Linked DNA regions of Gossypium hirsutum: region 1 is linked to region 2. Evidence: chromatin contacts called from public Hi-C data. All regions are on one chromosome and are shown on one strand. The core of a region is the stretch at or near the end of the contact, and the rest is flanking DNA. Distances in the headings are between cores, read along the strand shown. Region 1 holds the start of LOC107926612 (anthocyanidin 3-O-glucosyltransferase 5). Region 2 holds the start of LOC107926657 (G-box-binding factor 1).

Region 1 (6,230 bases), core at 1,811-4,310, 370 kb before region 2:
AAGTTAATGAATAATCGAGTTGCCATGAAATTTTTTCCGAAACATTCTTAAACATGATGGGAATGAATTGAGTCAAGTGTTGTAATTATTCTAGTTTATTCATGTTATTGTTGTTAAACTTAGGAAATTGCTGCTTAACCATCTCATTGCATTTAGATTAATTTTCATTTAGTTAATTAATTTAATTTAACATCCATCACCTCAAAATATTCTGTTTTTCTTACCAACTTGTAAATTCATAATTTTGCAATTATTTGATTAACAGATACAATCTCTGTAGAGACAATTACTCTTTTACTTATTTATTACTTGATAACGACTGTATACACTTGCACATTCTATCGCAAACCATATATATATAACCAACTTCTCTTAATGGAACTTGGCAAGTATCGCTTGAATATAGAATTTGTCATTCTTAATGGCCTACAATTTCTGAGAGAAACATAAATGAAAATCCTGAATAATTAATATTTGACCAGTCAATTCAGTTAACCCCTAACCAGATCTCATTACCAGACCCAACTAACACAGTATTAAAAAGAACTGGGCGTACTATGCATGTGACTATAACTTAACTGGCTTATACTTTATTTGATATACCCTTCTCTTATATAACAAAATAAGAATAAAATAAAACCTTTAATCACCTCTATGGCAGTTACTATAGACCACTTTCTAATATGCTAGAAGGCTGTAAGTTGTGAATTCAACTACGCCAATTTGATAACTTTACAGCCCTATGCCTTAAACTCAAATTCGCTAAACTTGGGGTGTGACAAATATAATGAAAACAAACACAAGCATACCTATTAAACATGTAACGGTAGTAAGTTCCATAAGAACTTACCTTCAAAAACACAAAACGAGCTGATTTCTCAAAGCTTATTCCACAATTTTAACTTTTCCTCTACTAGCTCCACCTTTATCAAATTTCAGTTCTATAAAGTTATATATATATATATAACAATCAATATCATATATTAATACACAACAACCATTTAATGGCTCACAACAAAAATTCCATGAAATGCATGATTCTAATTAATCCCTTTTTGAATATATACATATTTTATATTTTATTTAATTTAGTCCCTAAACTCGAATAAGCATAACTTTCGGTTCCTAGCTTTGGATTAAAATATGACTTTATATTCTTTCATTAGGTACCTAATAATTTCTATTTCTAATGTAATTTCATGATAGATTTTACATTTATTCAATTTGGTCTGCAATGTTACAAAGCTAACAAACAAGCTTAACTAACTTTACAATTTAGTCTTTTTTATGATCTAAGCTCAATTTCTTTCAATTCCAAGCCTATTTAATCAATTTATCAACAATGAAAAATTTCTAACAATTCAACAATTGATCAAATTGATACATGAACTAGCTAAATCAAACTCCCATGATCACAAATCTATAAAAAATACTAGAAAAATAGCTTGATTTTCATACATAATTTAAAGGTCGTATGTTTATTGAAACTTTCTCCAACTTCTGGCTATGGTGGACGGTGAACTAATGAAGATGATGAATCTCCACTAACTTTCACCTTTATATCCTAATTAGCCATTAATTAGCCTAGTTTAATTCATGGCTTAACTAACATAATTAACAGTTAATCTCACTTAATGGAGAATGTCATCATCATCCACTAACTATAAGAAACAATGGTTTATTTATTATTTTAGTCCTTGGGATAATTGCTATTTAAGTTCTCAAGCTTTTGCTTAATTAAAATTTTATAGCGATTGGACTTTTACAATTTAATCCCCGAACCTTAATTAACTATTTTATCGACTAAATTACTTGACCATTCTCTATTATTTTCTCACCATAACTCTGTAAATATTCTTATTTTATATTTACAGACTCGGTTTATGAAAATTAAATATTCTTATTTTATATTTACAGACTCGGTTTACGAAAATGAGATTTCGAAACTACATTATCTTGTACCACTGAAGATCAAATCATTGCACATTTGTCCAAATTCATTCTAGATATATTTGTTAATAAGTTTATATGCTTTTTAACTAAAATATCAGGATATTATTATTTTGAAATTAAAAAATATATAATTTTTTTTAAAAAAAGTTAAAATATATAAATTAATATAATATAAAAAAGTTTTAACATCAAGAGTGAACATTGACAAAAGGTTGTTCAAAATTAATGTAGACATACTTTTTAGTTCTTTTATATATCTATATCTATATATATCTATATATATATATATATTTCTGTAAATTTAGAAATTTTTAGTTCTTTTATATGTTTATATATTTTTATAAATTTATAGATTTTAGATTTTTTATTAATTTATATATTATAAATTTTTATACGTTTTCTAAAATATTGTAATTCTTTTATATTTTTATAAATATATATTATATATATTTATAATAATAAAACCTAAAAATTAATATTTTATAAAAATAGAAATATATATGTGAACTTACTAAAAATATCTCAACAACCATATGTTCATATTCATTCTTGATGTAAAAAAATTATATTTTTTATTAATATATATATTTAAATATCTTTTATTTAATCTATGTTTGCCATGTGGATCAACTTGGATCTCCGACATTGATTATTAGATCAACTTGGATCTAAGATATGTTCTTCTACTTGTGGATGATGCTGATCCACTGTATCGGTTATCGAATCGTTGCTTGGAACTCGTTAACTGAATTTTTAAAAAAATAATTAATAGCATGGTGAATTAAATAAAAAAAATTCAAATAATTTAATGATTTAAATAAAAAATTTTCAAGTAGCTAAAAAATTATTTTATAACTTTTTAAATTTTAGAACTATAATTAAAAAAAAAACAAGCCTAAACGAGTAAAAAGGAAAAATAGTGAGATCAAAATTTCTGTTGATATGCAACCGTTAGCTACACATTAAATTATGGATTGTGAGCCAATCGTTATACTTAGAAAAGGGTATCAATTGTGTGGTGTAAAATTGGACTCTTCTTACTTGGATCAACCTTTCATAGCAATGAACTACTCTAGAAGGACAGATGTGAGCTTAAGAATAGATAATTTGAAAACGAATATCATTACATGAAATTTAAAATGTGTAACACAGTTGCTGGAAAAGCAAGTTTATAAACACTCCAAAATAGTCCACATTTGTTTGATAATTGAAAGAGAAGAATTCTCCAACACTTGTAAACTAAAATCAGTCTCTATTTATTGACATAAAAATACCATGACTTTTCTTCTATGCTGGCTCTTGTTTTTGTTTCAGACATGGAAAGTAAATTGGAGACTCACGTAGTACTGTTATCAAGCCCTGGTTTAGGCCACCTTACTCCAGTCCTGGAGCTTGCAAAGCGCCTAGCCACTCTGTCTAATTCCAAGGTAACCATCTTCGTTGTTCCTTCACTATCAGCCGCAGAATCTCTGGTAATCCAATCGTTTATGAGCCTGAACCTATGTCGAATCATCCTTCTCCCACCACCCGATATTTCTCACCTTGTCCATGCTGATGCCGCGGTGGTTACTCGAATAGTTGTTATTATGCGTGAAATTAAACCAGCTTTTTCATCTGCTGTCTCTGCTTTGAGTGTCCCTCCAACACTTCTCATTGTTGATTTATTCGGATATGAAAGTATGGACATCGCCGATCAATTTAAGATTCCCAAGTTTGTTTACATCCCCTCGCATGCATGGTTTCTTGCTTTGACTTTATATCTTCCGGTTCTCGATGAGGTTGTCAAGGGAGAGTACGTTGATGAAAAGGATGCTTTGTTTATCCCCGGATGTAGGCCTCTTCAACTTGAAGATGTAGTAGATCCAATGTTATGTCGATCTGATCAACAATACTTGGAATATTTAAATATGGGGATTAAGATCCCAATGGCAGATGGGATTTTGCTTAACACATGGGAGGAGCTGGAACCAGCAACGCTTGAAGCTTTGAGAGATGATAAGCTCTGGGGTGGTATCAGCAAGGCTCCAATCTATCCAGTTGGGCCAATGGTAACAACGCCAAACAGACCAATTGACTCGAACAAAAGTGAAATGTTTCATTGGCTAGACAAGCAACTGAGTGAGTCTGTTTTGTACATATCATTTGGGAGTGGGGGGATATTGACAAAGGAGGAAATGAGAGAGCTGGCTTTGGGTTTAGAGCTAAGCCAACAAAGGTTCATTTGGGTGGTCCGAACACCAGTTGTTGGAAAATCCTGTCATGGGTCATTTTTCACCGTTGGAAATGACTGCAATGATGAAAGATTAGCAGGCTATTTGCCTGAAGGATTCTTGGGCTGGAGCAACAATATGGGACTGATAATCTCTGATTGGGCTCCACAGGTTGAAATTTTGAGGCATCAATCAGTTGGGGGATTTTTGTCGCACTATGGGTGGAATTCGACCTTAGAAAGTATCACCCATGGAGTACCCTTGATAGCTTGGCCCCTATATGCAGAACAGAGAATGAATGCTACTTTGTTGGTAGAAGAGCTGAAAATAGCAGTGCGATCCAAAACATTGCCATCAAAGGAAATTGTAGAAAGAGAGGAGATAAAGTTGATGGTGAAAAGGCTAATGGATGATGAAGAAGGGCATGCAATGAGAGCTAGAGTCAAACAACTCAAATTGAGTGGAGAAAAAGCTTGGAATCACAATGGTTCTTCTTTTAAAGCGTTAGCTCAATTAATGCGTTAAGCTTTGCTTTATCTATTAAACTATATTCTGAGTCTCTTAAGAAAACTTGTGCTACTTTTATATGCTTTGGAAGAATAACACACTTTGTACTACTTCTGATTTAGCGAAACACAATTTAATTAAATATAAAAAATATATTCAAACATAAATCATAATGTGTACCAACTTCAAAATTTTAAAATCTCAGCTTCTACTGATAATACTAATACAGTATCTAAAATTAAAATTGAAGTTACAAATATGTTAGGGTCTTTTTTTTTGATAAAATGATAAATTTTGGATTCTAATGTCAATTAAATTCAATTTTAAACTAAGTTGAATAAGTAACTTTAAATAAGTATGACAACGAAGGTAAATAACTAAGATTGACAATATAAATATCATATTGGTGGACATTTCTGTAACACCCATATACCCGAGTCAAATCAATAATCCAAGTGAAAGGGTGTCACGTTTCAGGACTTATACATGACTTAAACACAACTTGTTTTCAAAGCATTTTACTAACTACTTAACACTTTCATTACCTAAGTAAATGTCACATTACTGTTCATAAATTGAAATTCGTACTTTACCATCTTACTTTGTTGATGAGATGTGATTCGGTAAGTCATTCACGAGCCCTTTCCACATGATCACTTTCCACACATTACTGGATAGAAATAACGCATTAAATTTCATGAAAGCTTAGTAAATACTTCTGTAAATCATATCACATTAGTTTATTTCTAACACTTTTATTCACATTATGTCTTATTATAATCTTTTCACTATTATACTATTGAGCACTAAATCAATGAAACAAGTCACAAATTTAAATATTTGCCTGTCAAGAATTACACATATTTAATTCACTTCACATGCCTACTTCACTTCACGAACTTATTCACTTCACATGCCTACTTCACTTCACGAACTTATTCACTTCACATAACAATTTTACTTCAGGTAGTGTAGTCCTTAGTAAGCAATAGAGGACTAAGAGGGATACACGGAATAGTCAAGGCACATAAGTGTTAATATCAAGCGCACCGAAGTATGAATATCATGTGCATCGAAATGCGAATATTAGAAGCATCGAAGTGTGAATAACAGGAGAGCGCTCGAAAATTCCAATGCATGCTAGTTATATCCCTCTAATTCCATTTTATTTATTAGAGCCTTCGCACATTCTTGTGAACATTTCTTTTAAATTCACGTCATGTTTGCACTTTTTGTTTAATTATACACAAATTTATTACTATCTTCACTTAATCAACTTATAAAATTTATAATCTTTTACCATCATCTTCACATATCTTATCATTTAATCCACTTATAAAAATTTGTAATCTTTCACTATCTTCACATATCACATTCACTTACAAGTTTACTTAATCACTAACTTTCACATCACCTAACACTTTCACTATTTTTTGTTAGTACAAATCTCTAGTGAGGAAAATCTCGAACAGACGAATGAAACTCGAACAGAAGAAGAAATAGGACAAGGCTCCAAGGCGTGTATCAAGTCACTATCTTTAATATTATATTCGCCCCCAC
Region 2 (6,838 bases), core at 3,244-5,743:
CAATTTTGTCATTTTCTTATAATTTTTATGTTTTTGAGGTCATGGTAGTTTGATCTAGCTAGCCCATGTACCAATTTGTAAAACTATTAAAGTTTTAAAAAGTTTATTTTTATGATTTCTTAAAGTTTTAGGTGTTAAATTGATAGAATTTAAGCTTAGATGTGAAAAAAAGGACTAAATTGTAAAGCTAATAGATAGTTTTTTGCATTAGAGGCCAAAATGAATAAACTTTAAAATTGACAGTGGAAATAATAAATAATAGTGAAATCATATTTCAATTTGGAGCTTTAAATTGAAAGTTATGCTTGTCCCGATTTTAGGGACTAAATTGAATAAATTACAAAATATGTATGACTTAGAAATTGAATGTATTTTGATATGAAATTTGATACTGCATTATTATTGAACTATCATTTGTAGCTAAAGATGATGCAAGATTGTCGAGAGAGAAAGAAAAGGCGAGAGTTGACGACAAGTGATATAAGCTTTTGATTTGTATTTCTATGATCCGATTCAATGTAATTATTGCTTGTTCATGCTAAATTGCATGATTTAGTCATGAGGTAGGTATATAATGCTTGTATGAGTTAAGATGATTAAGATGGTATAATGAGAAAAAGGACTAAATTGAATAAAATAGAACGTTACATGACTTACTTTATATATGAAATTAGTATGAAATTGAGTTGAAATTTGTTACATACGGTATTGGAATGGTAAATTGATGATGAAATTGAGATTGATAGAATGTGAATTGAAATTATAATGGAATTGGAAATTGGTTACCTATTAAATGTACAATTTATACTTCGGTTTATCCAATGATGCACTATGAGTGCCAGTATAATTACTTCAACTTGTCCAATGATGCACTGTGTATGCTAATATAATTAATTTGACTTGTCCAATGATGCACTATGTGTGCCAGTATAATTGCTTCGGTATATCTTATAATGTACTTACTTGTCGATATATTTTCTTCGGTACATCCAATGATGCATTTACGTGCCAACATAATTGCTTCGGTTTATCCAATGATGTACTATGTGTGCCAGTATAATTACTTCATCTTGTCCGACGATGCACTGTGTGTGCCAGTGTATTTCTTCTGGTTTATCTGATAATGCATTACAGTGCCAGATTGAGATGCAGTTTGGTTAATTCGTATATCCGTCTTGAAATCTGAGTAAAGTCAATAGGATTATATAAAAATTGATTTGGCTAGGTTATATGGTAGATTAAAATGAAATATTAATTGATTTAGTATAATTACTCATATATGATTGTGATATTCGATAGCACGTGAAAGACCATGTGAATTGGCTAAAAAAGAGCCCTGGGGCCAACTAAGTATTTACGAGCCAATAGACTCGAAAGTGGTTGAATCAATAAAATCGAATTGAATATATGAATTGATGAATATGTACATATATGAGTATATTCCATAAATGGTAATATGAAATGATCAAGTATGTTTGAAGTGTAATATATGGGAAATGGTTAGATAGGTGCTATAAAGTAAGATAGGAAATAACCAAATGAATTGATTACTAATTCTACATTACAATTTGGTATACGAATTAGTTGAGCAATAGATTTGAATTGATTATTTTAATTTGGGTAACATATATTTTATATTGATTTGAATTATAGAAATACCAATGAGTTCTATCGCTCAGTGTACGATTTATTTTTTTCTATACGCAAGTTATGTCCCAAATGAGACCTTGAGCATTGACTTCAACATCTAGTTAAGATCTCAGACTCGACAATATTTGTATAAATATTTTTTGTTGGTTATAAGACATGTACCTAGGTTGAGTCAAGTTTGGGATATAAAGTTCTATGTATCTGCACTTATGGTTTAAATGGTTAACATTAGAATTTGGTTAAATTTATATAGCTTGAAATGGAGTTAAAGGTAGTTTGAAATGGTATAAGATGTTACATACATTTAAATATGAACTTGGTGAAATAGGTAAGTGTGTTAATGATTAAATGGCTTGCATTAGGTAAATGGATTGCAGGTGATAAGGTATTGACCTAATATTCTATAAGGTTTTGAGATGCAAGAATTGATGCTATATAGTTGCATTTATTGGCTGGTTAATGTTTGAATGTGTTTAGAAACTTGGTTGGACAATTTCAGGATGAAGTTCAATTAGGAATTGCAGAAATAGTATGTGACGTCGCGACGTTAAACGTATTTCATCGCGATGAAAATGACCTATAATGTCACGATGCGACGAGAGACTTTGTCTTCTCGACAAGGCCAAAACAATATGTCACGACGCGACGAGGCCAAAACCTAATTTGATCGGTTTAGTATTAGAGCTTTCGTAAGTTCGTATAAGTCTTGAGAATAATTATTTATCATATCACTTGCTTATATTACTCGTATTTGTTTATCTAATGATGTGAATTGCATTTAAATTTGATTTTAGTTGCTCCGAAAATGAATATGACACCTTGTAACTTGGATCCGGCGATCGGCTCAGGTATGAGGTGTTACAGTATTTGTGTAGGTAAACTATTTTTCTCATCAATTTACAATTAATTTTTCAGGGAGGGAGGGCTTACCGAGAGAGTGATCTAGGTTGGCGTATAGGATGAGGTTGCAACTTTGTAAGTAAGTTGAACTTAAATCACATCTTGCACTTGTTGATTTATAGTTGATTACTTTTTGAGCAAGGGCCCGTAGGTATAAGAAGTTTTTGAAATATGTAACCAAACTTTTGTATCCATATCTTATTTTATAACTATTAGACAGTTTGTCAAGTTACAACTGAACGAAACCTAAAATCCGAATTTAATGAATTCACAATTGATATCAAAGTTAAACACTTGATGTATTAAGTGGATATCATGTCATTTATTTGTAATTGAGATGAAATGATCATTAATCTTAAGACCCACCATGCTGGACGGAACAAACTATGACTCTTGGAAGGTAAGAATGATCTCAATTTTGACTGGTTGGAAACCACTATCCAGTGATTTAATTAGTGTGAAGACTTCCAAATATGAAGTAACTTGGACCAATGATAAAGAAAAATTGACTAATGCGAACTCCAAAGGCCTCAATGCAAATTTCTATGGATTTGAATTGATCCTCAAGAATTTGGACGAATCTCTAAATGCTTAACTACTAGAAGAGCTTGGACTATTTTCAAAATTGCTCATGAAGGGACTAGTTTTATGAAGTAGTCTAAACTTCAGATGTTGACGGTAAAATTTAAGACTCTAAGAATACAGGATAATGAGACCTTATCTGAATTCTATGCAAAGCTTTGTGACATCTTAAAAAATTAATCTTTTGCCCTTAGTAAAGAATACTCAATTTTGAAGCTGGTGAGAAAGGTGAATGACTATTATTGATGGAACAAATGACATTGACAATATAAGAATTGATGAACTCACTTGTTTATTGTAAGCCTTAGAGATGAACCTTGATTAAATCCAATCTCATTAATTTTTTTGACATCCCAAGCATACCAAACTCGAAAATGGTCTCATCGAAATATATCTAAACCATAGCTTAACCTAAGTTCAAAGTTAGAAAACAAACATTTTATAAGAGATTCACTCTTAATTCTTCTATAAATATCCCTCGTTTATGATAAAAGGGACACAAGATCCATCATTAGTTACCTTGTACTAAAACATCACCCTAAAACTTCCACCTCGGTTTTTCTATAGATTGACAATTCTTAGGCCCTATTCTTCGACATCCTTTATTTGTCATAAATGTTATTATTTTTCATCTGTCCAAAATTATCACACTAATCTCATTTACGGATAATATTTGAACGACGTGGAAGCCACACAAGCCCAAAGCCCGAAATGGATAGTGACCGTAAATAGTAACAAAAGAGAAACGATAGCCAAAATCACCCCCCAACCAAAAGAAAAGAAAGAAAAAAAAACGACATAGTTTCGACAGGAAATTTAGCAAATCCTCTTGGGATATTTAAACTCTTTGACTCCACAGTAGAAATTGATGAATCATCCATTTGAATGGTTTGTCATAAGCCTGACCCACTTAAACCATCCCACCTGTCTTCCTCTTTCTTAGCACGTGTCCCCCGCGAAACCCTAACACCTTTCCCTTCTCTTTCTTCCCCATTTCCTTACCTCCTCATCGACTCACTCTTCCCATTACAGCTACCACGCACACCATCACACTGGATCACTTCTTTTTAACTCTACCAACTACCCAAGTTTGTTTCTCACCCTCCCAAACTGTTTCAAACGCCAATTATAGAAACAATAATTTCTTCTCTTATTTTTCACTTATGTTGTTCTTTTTAATCCTCAATTTTCAACCCTTTGATCAAGGAAATACTAGAAGGGGGAAAAAATTTATATAAATTCCCTTCCACTTCACTTTCCCCTTCAACGCCTTTAAACAGGTCTTCCTTTCTTTCTTTTTCTTCTTAATTTTGTTTTTGTTTGTAATTTCAGAGCATTTAGAAGCTATTTTTTTCCCTCTGTGTGTGTGTGTGTGTGTGTTTCTTCATTAAATTTGAGTTTTTTGTAGTTTCAAGATCTTTTATCTCATGCTTTAGTTTTTTATTATGTAGTTGGACTTTTGCTAATTTCTTTTTCTTCTCTGAACTTTAATGTCCAGTTTTTTTTTTCTTTCTCATTTTAGCTTTGCTTATGTTTTTTGACTGCTCACAATCCCTGCGGGTTAAGGCCTGAATATTAAGATTAGCTCGTATTCTTTGTGCTAATAATGAATTAATTAATGCGTTTTGTTTTGGAAATACGAGGGGTAAATGTTGACAAACTTTAAAACGGATACTGCCAATTTCTGCTGTTTCTTCTCACCTTCTAAATGTTTGGCTAATATATGAATTGTTGAAACTTGTACTGTTTCTGGAAGGTAATTATGGGAATTGAAGAATTGCTTTGTTTTATTATTATTATTATTATTATTTCAAGGTTGTCGGTTATGGAAGAGTTGTTTTGTGATACTCTACTTTGTTTCCGATATCACAAAATCAGTTACAAATATGGTTTTCTTTGTCTCCTTAACTTGTTAGGACAAGAATAGATGTTTTGTTTTCTTTAAGTTAGTTTTATGGAGGATCGAAAGAACCCATGTGGTTTTCCTTTGGAAAGGTTAGGTCTTGTGCTGAACCATACACTGGTGAGCTCGGTTTGGTTGTACTATCGTTCTTGTTTGAAATGGTTTAACTTTACCATGCCAATGCCGAACTCTATTTGTATTTATGTTCTATGCATCATGTTTTGGCTCATCAACGTAAAAACTTTGTCAAGGCTCGGTTTTGCTTTCTGATGCATGGTTTTCACATCGGGGTCGCAGGTGCTTTCTAAAAGCGGTCGAGGACATACGGATTTGATTCTTGATTTCTTGAAATTAAGACGTTTACATAAGTGTGATATGGGAACGGAAGAGGAGAGCACACCAGCCAAGCCTTCCAAACCTACTGCCTCAACTCAGGTTATTTACGTATCATTCTTGCCTTCTCATCGCTAACGTGTGGGTTACTTGTGCTGACATATTTACTTTGTACTTATAGGAAATGCCAACAACAGTGTCATATCCTGATTGGTCGACCCAAATGCAGGTTAGTGGACTAATGCCCTTGAATCATGGGGTTTTATATACTTTCTAATTGTTAATCTCATTTATGTAAGTAACCATTTGAGCTTACAACTCTGCTTGTTGTTTAGGCTTATTATGGTGCTGCAGCTACTCCTCCATTATTTGCCTCAACCGTTGCTTCACCAACCCCGCATCCATACATATGGGGAGGCCAGGTGATATGAAAACATGATTTCGCAATATTTTGGTTCTTTATTTGATGAGAGATATGTTCTTACTTTTTTCGTTTTTGTTGATAATCTTTCAGCATCCTCTAATGCCTCCATATGGTACCCCGGTTCCGTACCCAGCTGTATATCCTCCAAGGGGAGTGTATGCGCATCCTAATATGGCACCGGTAATTAGTTTTTTCTTTCCTTATTTGCTTCCTTTTGCTGTTTGTATTTCTTTTAGACTCTCAGTTACTACGTAAAGTAAATGCCTTTTTCTCTTTCCAAATTGTCTATAGATGCCAAGTTCTGCACGGAATAATGGTGCTGATGGAAAGGATCGGGGTGTGACCAAAAAGCCCAAGGGATCTTCGGGAAGCAAAGTTGGAGAGAGTGCAAAGGCCACTTCAGGCTCGGGAAACGATGGCGGCTCTCAAAGGTGCATGATCCTTTTGATGTTTCAGTATTTTTTTTCCTTGACACAATGTTCACATTCATTCTTGACATTGGGTTTTAGCTGAAAAAAGTTATTCAACTTTTGTAACAGTGGTGAAAGTGGCAGCGAGGGTACATCAGACAGAAGTGATGAGAGTAATCAACAAGTATGTGCATAATTGTTCCTTATTTAATTATCATCAACGGCACTGACTGCTTTGGGTTTTCAGATTCCTTCATCAACATGCTTTACTTGCTATCACGTTTATGCTCAAAATTGTCCTTTCTAATGAATATGTACTCCTTTTTCTTTAGGAAGTCAATGCTGGCAAAAAGGGAAGCTTTGAGCAGATGCTTGCAGATGGTACTTTAAGTTTCCATATCTAATTTCTTGCTTTTGTTTTAGGATAAATAGCAAAACGAGCTTCAGATTATTTTGAAAGTAAACAAACTTACTCCCTGGAAATGTTATAAAACCCAGAGTGGGGAAATTGTACTGAGGGACCAAGTCCAAGTGTATGAAAAAAAAAGAAAGGAGCTTAGTGAGTTCTGGTAATAGACTTGGGGGTCGATTTTGTAGATTTTATATACTGTGATAGTTTCCTAACTACAATCACCT

The links. Hi-C and Micro-C count contacts between places; a contact is called where the count stands out from the background.
Region 1: a contact with region 2 is called in a Hi-C map of leaf, with 1.6 times the contacts expected there. The contact joins the promoter of LOC107926612 here to the promoter of LOC107926657 in region 2.

The regions. Positions count from the first base shown.
Region 1 is chrA12:16,408,677-16,414,906 of Gossypium_hirsutum_v2.1, reverse strand. LOC107926612 (anthocyanidin 3-O-glucosyltransferase 5) reads left to right here and starts at 3,060. Exons shown (of 1, transcript XM_016857508.2): 1 at 3,060-4,780. The coding sequence starts at 3,243. The coding sequence ends at 4,688.
Region 2 is chrA12:16,037,317-16,044,154 of Gossypium_hirsutum_v2.1, reverse strand. LOC107926657 (G-box-binding factor 1) reads left to right here and starts at 4,493. Exons shown (of 12, transcript XM_041083899.1): 1 at 4,493-5,155; 2 at 5,333-5,470; 3 at 5,550-5,597; 4 at 5,704-5,790; 5 at 5,883-5,972; 6 at 6,084-6,223; 7 at 6,332-6,386; 8 at 6,535-6,583. The coding sequence starts at 5,087.